Linked DNA regions of Zea mays: region 1 is linked to region 2. The links are chromatin contacts, called in public Hi-C maps. All regions are on one chromosome and are shown on one strand. The core of a region is the stretch at or near the end of the contact, and the rest is flanking DNA. Distances in the headings are between cores, read along the strand shown.

Region 1 (2,700 bases), core at 73-2,572, 700 kb after region 2:
CTCATCCCTCCATTGCTCCGTGCTTCTTTGTGAACATCAAAGTGTAAGGGCGAGAGGCTCCAAGTTGTGGAGATTCCTCGTGAACGGGATATAGTATACAAAGCAAAAACACCGTGGTATTCAAGTGGGTCTTTGGACCGCTTGAGAGGGGTTGATTGCAACCCTCGTCCATTGGGACGCCACAACGTGGAAGTAGGCAAGTTTTATACTTGGCCGAACCACGGGATAAACCACTGAGTCTACCTGTGTTGATCTTCTTGTGGTTATTGTGTTTTGCTAAAGACTCCTCTCTAGCCACTTGGCATTATTGTACTAACTCCTAATCAAGCTTTGTGGCATTAAGTTTCAAGTTTCACAGGATCACCTATTCACCCCCCCTCTAGGTGCTCTCACATTTGCTAATGTATGTGTACCTTTTGTTTGCATATTTTGTCTTCTCAAAATTGTTGTCCAGTACAACAGTACTTATGTTTCCTTTTTGTCGTTATGTAGGTCCATACCAAGAGAAGAAATCGTTTAGAACATAAAAGGCTGGACAAATTGGTGTATGTTAGCTACAACCGAAACGTGGCAAATAGATTTTAAAGAATTAGAGAGTTGGGCTTAAAGGGAAAGAAAAGCAACCCTTTGATCCTACAAGAGTTCCAATGGAAAATGAGTGGGTTCATGAAAATGATGAGGACATTAACGATGAAAATTCTCTTTGGAGGGCTGTTGATGAAGCTATTGGTGCAACTGAGCATCTAAGGGGTAAAAATCTCCCTAGAGCTGCTGCTGGGGCTGTTAACAGAACATACACTAGAACAAGGAAGCGTATTGTTCGTCCTCCACAGTTTGGTGAATCTGATTCTGATAAAGAAATGCAATAACAAGGAGAAGAACTTGCTGTTGCATCCACTGTAGTTCCAACTGGAGATGGCCTCTTTGAACTAGCTGATGAAATGCTTGATTAGCAGTTTAGCACAACAATATAGTGTTGTGCACTCCTACTATCTTGCATTTGTTTGTTTTAATCTAGTGTCCTGTTGTCCTGCACAACAATCTAGCAGTTCATCTTATTTTAATCTTATCAGTTGACATGCATTTAATCCTGCAATCTTATTGTCATGTTGTCATGTTGTCCTACTGATATTTATAGCTTTATGTATATATACATATGCTATTGACCTCCTGTTGTAGGCATACCAGAATTGTAATCCTGGAGTTGAAATTAATGTGACAGTGTGTTGCTGTAATTGGGCTGGTGGTTGTGCTGTGCTATAGCAGGGCTGCTGTGGAATGCGCTAGGGCACCAGGAGTCCGGAACCGTGAGTGCGAGTGGGATTCCACGCAACGTGGGCTGCTGGGCCACCAAGCGCTGGTTGTAATTGGGCTGCCAGTTCGCTATATGCAGCCTTCTTTGTTTTAGCTCAATCCTATTTTAATTTTTTATTTTTATATGTTCACGTATATTATACACTATTTTTTACCAATAAACTTGGATATTCAATTGAATACCCATGAATTACAATGAGCCATCCCTGGAGGAAGAGATGCGGAGGATAGTCTCGGCAACCGTCATCAGTAACAAAGGAGCCGAACATAATAGAACGACGAACATATGATGGACGAGTCACGAGTTGAACAGAACAAGCCGTAACTGGCCTGGAGCCAGGAGCTAGAAAAGGCGCTTCAAGATCTGTACAAGTATATGTGTCCTCAATCTAGAGCCGGCTACAAATTCCCCTTTGCATCCGGTCTGCACACGATTTTTTTCCGGTGCTACAGCACAATTTCCATGTCGTAGCTAAGCTAGTTTTTTTTCTTTCCTGTTCTATTTCTTTTTCCTCTTCCATTTCTCCATGGTGTTTTTCATTTGTATTTTCTTTAATTACTTTTTGTTAAATACTTTGTTTATTTCATTTTATTTACATGTTTTCTTCTTTTTCGTTTCCTTTTGTTTTCTTCTATTTTGTTTTCCTTCATCTTTCCTTTTATGTATTTGTACATTTTTATTATTTTCACAATTTTGTTTTTAATTCTACTCTATCTTTTATTATCTTGTTTTACTTTTTGTTTTTCATATGATGATCTATGTATGGTATTTTTACTTGGTACAAATGGGATACTTTTTATATATTTTTAGTATTTATGTGTATCTATGAAATATTTTTCCTATTTTTATTTTTTTTAATTTCTATATTACATGGTTTTTGTTATTTTTATTTTACATTATGTTTGTCTACCTTTTATTATTTTTTCTCTTTATATTACTTGTTCATTCATTTATGTATTTATCTTTTTCTACATATTTTAGTTTTTTGTTATTCGTCATTTCATGTGTTTCTTGATATTATAATACTATTCATATAAACATAGAATGTTTTTTTTCTAAATTTGAAATATTGTTCTCCACTTGTCATGAATTTAGAATATTTGTGTTATGAAGGCATGACTCCTTTTTTTCATCATTTTTGTGGTGATATTCACTTAAATAGTATCTTCTATGACATAATGTACTATTATTATACTGTTTATGAGGTATATTATGAATTATTGTTATATTAGTTTGATATGTTTGGTGTTTTTATTACATTTGATGCTCTGAAGTATTATATAATATTCATGTAGCATGCATGTTCTGATTTATGCTATTTAGGGATGTTCATGTAGTATATATATGGTTTATTATGATATAAGTGTTGTATAATGTTCAATAGC
Region 2 (2,700 bases), core at 175-2,674:
CTTTGCCTTCACCCAACCATCTCCAAGACTCCAACTATGCGGCCGGACGAAATGACGGCAGACAAAAATATTCCAGGCAAAGCAAGTTCCCAAGAGCGAGGCGGCCGCGCGATGCTTGCCGCGGATTGGGGCATTTTCTCTCTCTCTCTCTCTCTCTCTCTCTCTCTCCGTCGGAGCCATGCACCCCACTGGCCGTGATTCAAGGCGCGTCTGTCGTCTGCCATGCCTGCAGCAACGAGCGGATGAGTGCTCTTTGCTTTTACCCGGCCCCCGGCCTGGCCTGATGAGTGCCCTGGAAACTTTTCGCCAACAAATCGACGGCCGAGAGACGGCAGTGAGCCGAGGCCGGCGGTCGTACTCCAGGTCCTCCACCACGCTAGGGCCGTGGTGGGGTCAGTTTAACGAGAAAAACTGTCTCACTCCACTCCTCCCGTCGGTCAGACCCACCACAGTAAAGGCAGAGCCTTGCGCCCGCCCTGGTAGAATAGTAAAAAAAAAAAAAGAAAAGGTAAAGACATGTCTGTGTGCAGCATGCCACCTCTGCTCTGCGCCCATGCCTTGCTACCGCTAGTGTGCTGCATAGATAGTACTCCTTCCTATATAGGCTGGTGCCAATGCAGGCTATAGTGAGGGCGATAGCGCCCAGCAGGAGGCGAGAGCGGGGCTGGAGGCGGGCGAGAGCGACCCGGCGGGCGCTACTGCTACCGCCCGGCGATAGGCAGGCGAGAGTGGGGCGACGCGTTGGCGATGGCGTCTTCGCGGGCGAGAGCGAGGGGCGACAGTGAGTGGCGGCTTCTGATTGGTCCACGTGTGCTATAGCCTGAGGCTGTAGCCTGCTGCAGCCTGTGCACTGAAGCAGCAGGGGCGAGAGTGGAGGCGAGAGCTGACGTGACAGGGGCGAGAGAGAGGCTGTGCACTGGACTCAGCCTAATGGCGGTGCTGAGGTGGTCTCTCTCTCGCGCGCGCGCTCTGCTCCGGCGAATAAATTCTGGCATCGGTGGCCGGTGCACGGCAAACGGCCGCCCCCCCCCCCCCCCCCTCCCCCCCCCCCCCCCCCCCCCCCCCCCCCGACCGGCGGTGATCTGGATAGTTCCCTTGAAGGGCCAGTGTGTACGTACGTGGCGGCCTAGTTTGGAGAATTATTATAGCTCTCATGTAGCGAAGCATGTCGTGAACGAAGAGCAATTAAAAAGGGTGTGAACGGGGTCCTCTGCGCACACTGCACGCGAGTGCACGTTCGGGGGTCCTCTGCTGCTCACAGACTCTAACGCGGAGATTGATTGCTGTGCTGTGGGAACCGGCACAGCTCACGTATTTTTTTTTGCTGGAGGTGTTTGGCTGACAGGCGAGGTCCACGCCTGGGCGGGTCCCTCTTCTTATCCGAACGGTTGGACAGAGCTCTATAGGAGGAGGTACAAAATGCGAGCCGTTGCGCTGACGGACACGTAGCTGGAGCGGATAGGTGAGGTCTCGCAGCGTGGGAGGGCCCCTCACACGTCGGGAACTCATCGATGGGGATGGGGACGGGGACGGGGGATCTCTCGCGGGCGAGGGGCAGGCAGCCAGCAGCGCTGCGCACGTACGGTCACATGGGCACCGGCGTGGCGGGGGCATGTGAATGTGGTGGGGGTGGTTCCGCTTCCGCCCCCCGCCTTTCCTCTTTCCTTTCCTTGCATGAAGGCATTGCCGAGCATGCGGCGTGGTGGTTGCTGCGGCGGTGTCAGCCTTGCATGTGAGATCATCCAGTCCCGAGCCCGGCCCTCCTGGCTGGGCCGGCCTTCCCTCTTTTTTGTTTTCTCTCCGCTTTGCTTCCCGCGCTCCGTTTCTTCATTTTTCTTTCCACATGTCTTTCGATGGCGCTGCACGCTCGCTCTCGCCCTCTTCTGCTTCCCGCCATTAATTCCCCGCAAATACCATTCAAATCAGGAACTGGAAGGCTTGTGCATTCCTTCCCGATTTCCGCATCCAAGGAGTAACGACAACGACATGGGGGCTGGGGCAGGCAACCTCGTGTTCGGTTTGAGCTGATCATGGATGGAGCACGGTCAAAATAACAAAAAGAACTGTCGACAAGTCAAGGTTAAGGATGCCTTCGGTTCTTATAATAGAAGTTTGCCTCCTCTACCAGAGCCAGGATTTCAATCAGGTCATGCAATGCGTTTGATTTGTTTGTGTGATGACCCGTGGCCGAGAGTAGCAAAATCTACTCCGACGTGAGCACTCCTTGCCACGGACGAGGCCACCACGGTGAACAACCGAGGAAGAACCTTCCAGGTATAGTCAAAATCTCTCGGAACATGTAAACAAAAAAACAAGACAAATGACAGAAGCTCAATTACGACGTAGACTCAGTTAGTTATGCTTAGGGCTAATAAAAAGGCTAAACTAATAGAGGTAAAGTTCGTCTGAGTTGTACATCGTTGTGTGCTCCTGCATATGATAGGCTGATGTTCTTGCCTGCTTATTGGAGGTGATTTATTCATGCTTTGTTTCTCTCCTCTACCACTAAAGCTCAAACTTCAGGTGTGTTTGATGAAATGCATGTTCAAGTACACTTTTTTTTCCCGGCAATTGAGCTTTGCTGCGTATATAGTGGTGTAATTAGGTATTAGGATCAGTAGGTCTAGATTCCCATGGACTAAACATACCGTTTGATCTTTTATTTCTTTGCTACTCCATCCGTCTTAATTTATAATCCGT

The links. A called contact is a pair of places that touch in the nucleus more often than the background predicts.
Region 1: a Hi-C map of tassel shows a contact between it and region 2, with 8 times the contacts expected there. The contact joins two enhancer-like sites. A contact is called at or near these places in 2 of 25 Hi-C or Micro-C datasets (ear and tassel).

The regions. Positions count from the first base shown.
Region 1 is chr1:93,164,624-93,167,323 of Zm-B73-REFERENCE-NAM-5.0, forward strand. No RefSeq gene overlaps it. Among protein-coding and RNA genes, the nearest start is that of TRNAL-AAG, 4.1 kb to the right of the region's middle. Within about 2 kb of position 1,323, at least 15 of the 20 cell types and tissues checked have an H3K27ac peak or open chromatin away from gene starts, as enhancers often do. A contact at or near this core is called in ear and tassel, where this site is marked.
Region 2 is chr1:92,462,702-92,465,401 of Zm-B73-REFERENCE-NAM-5.0, forward strand. No RefSeq gene overlaps it. Among protein-coding and RNA genes, the nearest start is that of LOC103637657, 2.9 kb to the left of the region's middle. Within about 2 kb of position 1,425, at least 18 of the 20 cell types and tissues checked have an H3K27ac peak or open chromatin away from gene starts, as enhancers often do. A contact at or near this core is called in ear and tassel, where this site is marked.